Regions from separate parts of the Sus scrofa genome. Here region 2 is linked to region 1. Evidence: chromatin contacts called from public Hi-C data. All regions are on one chromosome and are shown on one strand. The core of a region is the stretch at or near the end of the contact, and the rest is flanking DNA. Distances in the headings are between cores, read along the strand shown.

The links. Hi-C and Micro-C count contacts between places; a contact is called where the count stands out from the background.
Region 2: a Hi-C map of fetal liver shows a contact between it and region 1, with 2.3 times the contacts expected there. The contact joins two enhancer-like sites. A contact is called at or near these places in 1 of 5 promoter capture datasets (liver), 4 of 47 Hi-C or Micro-C datasets (alveolar macrophages, embryonic fibroblasts, fetal liver and 1 more) and 2 of 2 datasets of contacts at active chromatin or transcription factors (alveolar macrophages and skeletal muscle).

Annotation. Positions count from the first base shown.
Region 1 is chrX:106,500,292-106,505,154 of Sscrofa11.1, reverse strand. It overlaps UTP14A (U3 small nucleolar RNA-associated protein 14 homolog A), which reads right to left. Exons shown (of 15, transcript XM_003135366.4): 15 at 4,766-4,863. Among named protein-coding and RNA genes, the nearest start is that of UTP14A, 24 kb to the right of the region's middle. Within about 2 kb of position 2,319, at least 61 of the 83 cell types and tissues checked have an H3K27ac peak or open chromatin away from gene starts, as enhancers often do. A contact at or near this core is called in alveolar macrophages, fetal liver, retroperitoneal adipose tissue and 1 more, where this site is marked.
Region 2 is chrX:106,667,258-106,672,120 of Sscrofa11.1, reverse strand. LOC106507037 (a long non-coding RNA gene) reads right to left here. Exons shown (of 4, transcript XR_002340829.1): 2 at 3,872-4,009; 3 at 3,382-3,644; 4 at 1-1,006. Among named protein-coding and RNA genes, the nearest start is that of ELF4, 8.3 kb to the right of the region's middle. Within about 2 kb of position 2,915, at least 29 of the 83 cell types and tissues checked have an H3K27ac peak or open chromatin away from gene starts, as enhancers often do. A contact at or near this core is called in alveolar macrophages, fetal liver, retroperitoneal adipose tissue and 1 more, where this site is marked.

The DNA of each region.
Region 1 (4,863 bases), core at 1,070-3,569:
CTTGGATCACTGACCATGTCCATTTAGAGCAGGCTGGCTTGGGCAAAGACAGTGTGAGGCCGAGGAAGGACAGAGAGGACCTGTCCCGCTGGGGCTGGGGGTGTGAGGTGGGCGGGGAGAGGGACTGATTCTAAAGGGACCAGGTTAAAAGGAGCCGCTGCAAAGTACAAGGTGAATCTTGCATCCATAAATGGGAGGAAGGAGTGCGTCCATCGCCCCTCCTCCCCTGGGATTGACTGCTGTTGACTGGGTCCAGTTTGTTTGCACCCTCCTTACTCTGACACAGTGGGGTTCAGCTTGACCTTGGGGTAAATGGATGAAGAGCTACAAGTTTGATCCTTATATGGGACACTTTGCCTCACAGGGAGAAAAAAAACAACTGGCTACTTCCTTCCTCCCAACTGCAGTTGCAAACTGATGGGAGTTAAAGTGGGGAGTCCATGGCTCCCTGCAAACCCATTCCCAGTAGTGGAGTCAGGTCGCCCAGTGCATTCTGATGATGAATGCAGTCGGATCTGGCCTTAGGAAGTCGGCCTGCAACTGCGAATGAGCTAAGGCAGCTCCTTATTATCTTCCTAACTCAGGACATCCAGCTCTGGAACTGGGAGTTCTGGGGACCAGAAGGAGGTAGGCATCTGCCTCCTGCATAATTAGCTACATCAGACTCAAAAACATTGATGGCCCATCCCTTTGGGCATCACGCTGTGCCTGGCACGAGCTAGTAATCCCCACCCGGTCTTGGCCCTCCCGAGTTTACAACCTTAAGTCACACAATAATGACACAGATCCCAAAGGCGGGCAGTTAACAAACACATGCACTTGTCTACCGATCACAAGGGATCCATTGAGGGAGCCACAGAGACAAACAGGGCCCCCTTCAAAGAGCTTCCAGTCTGGTGGGTAAAAAGGGAAGACTGAGTGAGGGCTTGGGAGAAGAGGTGCAGGCAAGGAAACGCGGTCAACCTGGGCATCGCCAAACAGACTCTTTTTAAAAAAGTGCCCATTGGCATGTCTGTTGCTGGGTTTCCTGTCCACTTGAGCTGTGCCTCCGACCCCGGATTGAGGGTTTAATTTCAATCCTCGACGCGCGTGGGGTGGATACAAAGAGCCAGAGGCAACATCGCTGTGCGCCGTGGGAAGCCCGCTTCTAGGAGGCGGGGGCCAAGGCGAGCGGCGTGGGCTCGCGCTTTCTCCTTGGGTGGCCGGGGCGTGTCCCCGGCCCTTGCCTCTCCGGGCCTCACGGTCCGCAGTCCCTCAGGGTATTTTCCGGACAGTCCCCCACCCCGGACCCGTTAGCTGCGAATCCCAACTGTGCGCTGCGCGTTGGTGGTACAGGTTTGGGGCTGGCGCCCAAAGGAGGCTCCGGGTAAAGTCATCTCGGGCAGTCGGGTCGCAGCTAGTCCCCAGGGCGCGCCAGCCAGGCCCGGGTTGCTGGAGGCGCCGCGGCCCGCTGGTCCCCCAAACACTTCCGACGGGCGCCTGCGTCCCGGGCGGCCGCCGAGGGCCGGGCTGGGTGTATGCGTGGGGGGCGGCCCGGCCCGCGTTAGCGCTCCCGGGCCGAACGCCGGCCCGCGAGGTGCCCGTGGCCGCGGGGCGCCGAGGCTCCCCCGAGGGCGGGCTGCGCGCCGCGTGGGGCCGGGCCGCCGCAGGGCCTGGGCGGGCGAGCGGGCGAGGCGGGGCGGGGGGAGTGCGTGTGTGTGCGGGGGTAGCGTGCGGGAGCGCGAGCCGCCGGCCCGGGAAGGGTGGGTCGGGGAGCAGCGGCGGCGGCGGCGGCGGCGGCAGCGGCGGGAGGAGCGAGCCGGGAACCAGGGAGGTCGGTCGGGCTGGCGGGCCGGGAGCCGCGGGGCGCGGGGGGTGGGGGGCGGAGCGCCGAGGGCGGAGATGGGGCCGCGGGAGGGAGGGGGCCGGCGGGGCGCGGCCAGGGGCGGGGCGCCGGGACCTGGGGAAGATAAGAGCGTGCTCGCGGGGAGCGAGGGCGGGAGTGAGGGAGGGGCGGGGGACTTAGAGACCAAAGACGAGACAAAAGGACGGGGTGGGTGGGAGGGGCGTAGACTAGCGGGGGTAGGGGAGGGGCGCCGGGGGACGCCTCGGAGGGAGGGGTAAGTGTGTACGAGGTGGGGGGGCTGGTGTGGGAGGGGCTTCGAGAGGGACGTGAAGGGACAACATAAGAAGGGAGCGCGGGGGTACGGAGAAAGGGGGGTGGGTCGGGGTGGAGCACTCCCGGCCACGAAGGGGAGGGGAAGCCGCGAAGGGGAGGCCGCTGGGAGGAAGGGCCACACACAGGGAGGGGGATCCTGGGGATGGACAGTCCGCGAGGAAGGGGGGCCCGGGCTTCCGCGGGCTTGGGAGGGGAAGGGTGAGCAGACACGGGGAAAGGGAGTGCTGCAAGAACCCGAGGGTGGAGGCGGATGGGCGCGTGTGGAGCGCTGAGGGCAGGGATTTAACGCTGCCGATCGGGATGACCGAAAGACCACGGTGGGGGCCGCACAGACGGGACGGGGCTACCAAGGCAAGACGAAAACGGCCCAGGGAAAAGTGGGACCTACGAGGGCTGCAGAAGGGTGGCGGGGGCGGCCTCAGGCTCGGCAGGAAGGCGCCACCACCGCCCTCTGCCCGTCCCCAGCGTGCCCCGCCCCGTCCGGGGGCCCTAAGGGCAGCGGCCTGGGCCGAGGGGGAGCCGAGCCAGGGCGGTACCATTCGGAACAGAGAGGGGGGCTTGGGGGGGGAGGGAGGAGCCAGGGGTCAGAACCCTGTTGGGGCGGGGGGCCACACCCTGGGAAAAAGGCTTGGGCACATCCAGAATGGACCAATCAGCGAGCAAGGCCAGGGTGGCGTCAAGGGGCAGCTCCGGCCAATGGGAAGGGAGAACACTTCGGAGGTTCGGAGGAAGAAAAGAAAAAAAAAAAGCCCCACGAAACAACAATCGAATCCGTTTGGGGGCTTGGAAGGCTGGGAGTGGGCGTCGTTTATAGCACGTTCCAGCGCCTGCCCTCCCCTTTGAAGGATGGGGTCGCTTGCATCACTCCTGGGCCGCCGGGAGCACACGGAGCTGAGGAGGGTCCCGGGAAAGTAGACGGGGATTGGCCCCTTTACTGGGGGCACTTGATTGGGTACTTCGATTTGGGGGGTGGGGGTGGGACAGAGGTGGCAGCTTTGTGCTCGAAAGAGTGAACGAGGCAGGAGTGAGCAGAGGTGCCCCATTCCCCCTCACGGGCTACTGACTTAAAGTGTCAACCAGCAAGCGGATCGCAGATTATCTCAAACCAATGGATAACTTAAAAATATTCCTTGGGCTCGAAACACTATCAATATATTCAGTTCCCTTCTCAGCACTAGGATGGTTCTAGAGAGGATGAGCAATGGTAGTCGGGGCGCATAACTGCCACTGGGAATTTCTACAGACATTTATGGCACGGCTTTTGGCTTCGGAGTTCGTCTAGGGTCCCAGTGCTTACTCAGTCACTAATTTAATGTGCATTGCTCCACTCTGAAATCTTAAACCTGTAAACCAAAGGCATTGGGACTAGTTACTCTTGAGGTCTAAACACTTGGGAAGTGACTTGGAGAGTGGCGGCCCCAGAAAAAAAGGGCCATACAGGTGGGGGGAGTTGCAAAAGCAAATTCGAGTGGCACAGGTAGCTTTTGGCCCGGGGATGCCACATGTCTGTAAACCTCCTGAAACTGTGTAAAGTGGTATAGGTGTGTGTGCATTTTCCTGGGCAGGGTTCATAACTGCATCAAAGTCTCAGAGGGGTCTGTGACACACAAAAATTAACCCCTATCTTGATCTAAAAAGGCTGGGGGCACATCTCCAAGGCAGGAGGGGAAGCGCAGTAGGGGTTGTGTCTTTTCAAAATCAGTGGAGGAGTTTCTCTAGTTCCTTGTTAGGAATCTTGGCTTCAGGGGCCCTTTCTATAGTGTCACACAAAGAAAGGTTCCTCAGAGCTGAGAAGCCCACTGTGAACTGCCATATAGCAAAATAATGCCTGAATAAACTATAAACAATGGTGAGAAGCTGGCCTTGCATTAGGAAGAGAATAGAGCTTTACTTCGGAACGCTTTATCTACCTCATCTGTAAAGTAAGGGTAAAACCTCAGTCTTTTTTTTTTTTTCAGGGCCACACTTGTGGCATATGGAAGTTCCCAGGCTAGGGGTCTAATCAGAGCTGCAGCCAAAGGCTTACACCACAGCAACGCCAGACCCAAGCCATGTCTGCAGCCTGCACCGAAGCTCATGGCAACGCTAGATCCTTAACCCACTGACTGAAGCCAGGATCGAACCCGCATCCTCATGGATAGTAGTCGAGTTTGTTACTGCTGAGCCATGACAAGGCTCAATCTTAAGAATGAGTAAAGTGCAAACTACTCTGGAGAGCAACCTGTATAAGCCAGGGGAGGCTCTCACATTTTTGAAAAGAAAATCATAGTGGCTAGATTTAAAGCTGAACCCAGCTTTAGCACCATCCTAGGACCAGCCAGAGCTGGTTCGAGCATACTGCTGCTAGGTTCAGAGGTTAAGAATATACAATATTTAATTATTACCCCGACTCTTTCACCTGGTTGTTTATGGTTGTATCTGATGTGATGGATTTAAGATCATAGGCGAGAGCAACTTTCCTCCACTCCAATTTAGGACTACGTAGTCCTTGGTAAGAAAATAAGGATCCCCGACAAGTGTGACCGGAGAAATGCGGCAGGGAACATCCAAAGGTATCTATCTTGTCTGATTTGAAGGAAATGGGAAACGACACAGAATACACTCCAATTAAATAGATTAAAAATGCCTTTATTTCTAAAATGTGGCTTTACACTCATGGTGTGCTAAGCCAGTTTTGGAACTGATCCTGCAGCTCGGAGTAAAAC
Region 2 (4,863 bases), core at 1,666-4,165, 170 kb before region 1:
ACTAATCCAGAATTACGTGTGAACACGGGCGAAACCATGAACATTGCCCAAACCACAGAAATGACCAAACACCACCCTCCAGCCTGGCCGATCTAAGTGACTGCTGCTTCCCTACCAATTACTGATTGAGCCTCACTCTCGTCTGCCCTCCTATTGGATATAATTTGTTTAACAAGACGCCTCCTGACAGCATCCAACCAGAGCAAAGCCTAGCTTCCTTAAACCCTCCCCAAATCACCCAGCCTGGCCCGAGTCCCATAAGCAGTCCTTCCAGGCATGCTCTTCCTGAGACGGCCCGGGTTCTCCATGGTGCACTTTCTCACGGCAGCAAGCAGCAAACCCAGTTTATTCAACCACGAGAATGTCCTAGTGGTCTTTGGCTGGTGGGCATTGACAATCTGGAGACGAAGAACCAAAATGCCTTCCAGAGGCCCACCCGTGAGCTTCGCCTGATCTTTCGCCTTCCCGATGGCCTTACCTAGTTCCAGTGGTGCCTCTAAGGCCCGTGTCCCCGTTGGAGAAGCCCAGGAGTCACATCCAGTGTCTGGGCAGAGGTGCCTGGCTTCCCAGGTCTCTTTCCACCTGTGCTGTCTTTGCATTTGCAGCACAACACAGAGATGCTTCTGGAGGAGCACCCATCATGGGAGTTGATTTCGTGAACACATACGGACACTCATAAATGGATTTATTGGTCAGCTAGCAAACATACTGTGCAACTACCATGTGCCATGTGCCACGGCCCCGAGATAAGATGAGTAATATCCAGTCCCTGCCCTCGGTGGCTTTATAATCTAGCGGCGGACACAGACAGCTCGACAGGAAGGATTGGTGCACCAGGAGTGCAAGGAGTAGGATCTGAGTTTGCACTGGAACTCTGTCACTCCTCCGATGGCTATTGTTCTCCTTCCACCTAGTCCAGGTTTTTCTTGCTCTGTCCAAATCTTGGTTCTCTCTGCAGTCTCTGGGCATATCTTCACTCACCTCTAGGAACAGAACATGCAAATGTCTACTGAAATGAGTATGTAGAATATACCCATACAGAGGATATGGAGCTGGCAGTCTCCTTGCCCAAAGAGATCCCCCTCCTCCTCTTCACTTTTCCCCAGCCCCTTCATTTCCCCTCCTTTCCCCCTTGTTTTCCTTCTCCCCGTGTTTCTTCTTCAGGTCCCCGTAAGCCCTCCCTGCCGCCCTCCCCAAAGCTGTGGTGCGCAGCAGAAAGCACTTTTCAGGATGTGAGTCTCAGCTCTGCCAGTCACCCAGAGCAGCTGCCTTCCTAGGTCTTGGCAGCCTCATCTGTAAAATGAGGGGAACAGACTAGATCACCCCTCCACCCTCAGCTCTAATCTCCTGTGTATGGAAAAGTCTCTCGGGTGCTTGTCCATGACTTTCTTCATCTCGCTGTGGACTCAGTTGCCTTTCATCTCGAAGGTCAGGAGCAGATGCTAATGGGACTCCAAGCCCTTGGCAAACATCCTCCACTTTGCCTCTGCAGTTCCTTTGGCCCAACTTGATTTACAGGTTCTTTTTGTTTGTTTGTTTGTTTTAGTTTGAGTGTTATGATTTTTCTTTGACCTAACAAGTTACATCTAGACCTAGGCCCCTAGACATTGCTCCTTGCCTGATTTGCTCTCCATGGGGAGTTTGACAGCCTTAACATGCAAGGTGACATCCTTTAGCCCCTAAAAAAGACTGGCTTCAAGCCCAGAATTTCCCCAGGAAGGCTCTGTGGTGAAACTATTCTCAGCCATGATCCTAGCACATATATTCCTACCCAACCATTGTGGCTCCCAATCTCCAACAAACACACTCTGCAGAGCTGGCTGGTGAACAGCCACCATAACCCAGGCAGCTTTCAACTTGATGCTGAGATAATTAGTTCTCAGCATCAAGTAACCCCCCTCATTCCACATAAAGCCCCAAAGCCCAAGACTACCCTGTACACCCCCTTTGCTCTCAGTCCATGGCCATTTCCACATTGGCCATGGCCTTGGCAAAGCTGTGCCCCAAAGTGCAGAGACAAGTGAGCCAGGAAGTTTGCAAGTTTCACCACCCAGCTCTTACAGGAGAGACAAAAGGAAACTGCATACAGGGAGAGAAAATCCAGCCCCCTGATTTGCTGGGTGGAAAAGGATATTTAAGGATCTCTGTCCCTCAAGAAGGAAAGGAGAGTATTAGGTGTTTCAGAGCAGGCCTGCAGAACCCCTCCAGCTTGAAGCCTTCTCTCGTCCGGGCCTGAGGCTCCCCTTTATTGAGACAAATATCCCAAGCAACCCTGCGTGGGAGTCTTCAAACTAGAAGCACAGTTCGGGGGTGGGGCAGAGACTGGTAGTGAAAACAGGGACTCGGTGGCCTCAAAGTCACCCCCACCTCAGCCTGGCCTGGGCCAGTACCAAGTTCTAGGGAACTTGGAGGAAGGCTATAGCAGCCTCTCAAGCGATGGATCCGCTTGACTTAATGCAGGGGTCGAGGGCGGCCCAAGGCTCAGAGCACTCCACATTTGTCCCCTTGGTGGCGCCAGCCCATATGCTGGCCTGTTCATTGGCACAAGAGGTTCCAAAGAGACCTCAGCTTCCAAGTGAACTCCCCAGCCAGTCCTGAAGCCCCGAGGTGGATAACTGCAAAAAGGATACTTTGATGGGAGTTCTGCTCAAAGTTGCAAACGTGCGCTTCCCTCCGGGGCATCCCCTGTGCGCCCCAGAACGGCGAGGCGGGCCGAGCGCGGAGGTCTCCGCGGGGACTCCCGTCCGCCACTCGCCTCCCAGCTGTCCCACCGGGTCCTACCCCAGGAGTCCGGAGCAGCCCCCCAGCTCGCCCGACGGGGTTCGAGGAAGGGGGGGAGGGGCAGGAAAGAAGGGATTCAGGGGAAGTTTCAAGGGGTGTTGCCGGAGAGGAGGGAGGATTCTCATGAGTCAGCGGGTCGGGCTCCGTGTGACTTCACTGCTTCCCAAGAGGCGCCCGGGGGAGGAGGCCGCTCCGATGCAGCGGCAGGAGTGGAAGGTCGGAGCGCCAGGCGGGGTACGGGACGGGGCTCGGGCTGGCCAGGCTCTCGGAGCCGGCACGGAGCGAGGAAGCCGCTGGCGAACGGGGACCGCTCGGGCCAGCAGAACGGACCTCTCACGGTCTCCTCCTCCGCCCGCTCGGCCGCCAGTTCCCGCCTCGGCCAGAGACGCGGCGCGGCGCGCGTTCCGCCTGCAGGTGGCGCTGCAGAGGCGCCCTGGGCGCGCTGCTGGGGTTCGGGGTGGGGAGCTCGGTCCCCGCGGGAATCCCGGGGGTGCAGAGCGGGAGGGTCGAGCAAGGGGGTGGGGAGGGGCCGCCACAACCCCCACTGCTCCTCGGGCCCGGCGCTCCCACCCGAGTGGCGGCAGAGTCTGGAGAGCCGACCTGTTGCGATAGCGTCCCGGCGTGAGGCCGTCTGGTGCGTGCTTCAGGGTCCCTCCGGCCGCCTCCCGGGCCCCCGGAGCTCGGGGAGGCTCGCCTCCAGCTCAGGGATCGCGGTTTAGGGGCAGCGTTTCCTCTCTGGGGATGGCCCTCTTGACCCGCAGGCAGCGGAATGGAAACTCTGAGTCGCGTCTCGGGTGCTAGGGGTGGGTTTCGCTGAAAAGCCACTCTCCAGCTTGGCTCCTTTGAGACCAAGAATGCGTCTCCTGCAAAGGGACAGACTGTGGCTGGGGTGGGGGCGCAGTCTGGGACTAGGGTTCTGGCTGGATAGGGGTAGGGGCTCAGCCTTGGGCTGGATGTAGGGCGATGGTGAGGGATTCTTCTGTGCTCGTCAATCCGGTCTTCAGCAGCTATGTAAGAAAAAAAGCAAAGAGGCCCATCTGGGGCTCAAACTTGCAGCCTTGGCCTTGGTTGATAGAGCTTTGGGCCTTACCTCCGTGGAGGCCCCGAGCTCTAGAAGTCATGATGCAGCTGACCTTCCCGTGTTGGTTCATGGTTATGTGGTGGCTGGTTAGTTAACATATTGAGAGTATCAGGGCACAAAAATAACCTGTGGCCAGGCACCTTTAAGCTGCAAAAAAAAAAAAAAAAAAAAAAAAAAAACGTTGCTGGGGGCTCCAGCCTCACCCTTTCCAGAGGTTCTGGTAGCTGGCTCTTCCCATGATACAACTTTACATATAAATATATGGGTAGAGTGTGTCTCCCTTCTCTGTGCCAAGATGTGAAAGCTGTGCCCTGTACTGGTGCCTCTTCTCCTCTGTCAATCAGTCCAGCCCTGCTGCTCTCAGGATGTCCAAAGCCATCTGAGAAAGTTATCTAAGGATTTTTCCATAAAGAAGAGGAAAGGGGGAAAAAAAAACCCCAAAGGATCCTAAACGTTCCCAGGTTTCACTGTGTGCCAGGAGAAATACCGACTGTCTCCCGCCCAGACCTCAGAGCCCGGGCCTCCTTCCTACAGGGCGGTGCCCAGCTATTCCTGGAAACCCCCTCCTTTCTACCAACCCCCTCCCCAAGGTGTCTCCTCCCAGAGCACGACCTAGGAAAAGGATTGTATTGTCCAAGCTTGATGTCCCCTGTCTCCTCTTTCTGTCCCTAGCCTGACCTGCCACAGTCCTGGGCCCGCCCCCTCCCTTGATGCCCACATGCTGGCTTCTCCTCCCAGAGCGGGGCCTGCACTGCAGCCTTTCACTCCAGCCTGGCCCTGGGCCCCACTAGGTGACTGGGAGAGGATCTGATAGACTAATTTGTGTTAATGTGATAATGGGCGCTAATGGGGTCACGTGCTAACCACGGGCCAATTTCTAGCCCGGGCCTCGCTGTCTCAACCCCAAGTCGAGGCTGCAGGGATGGGAATTTCAGGCTGACTAATTTCCACAGCCGGCTGGAGGAGGCGGGGGAGTGGGAGGAACCGAAGCCCCTGGACGA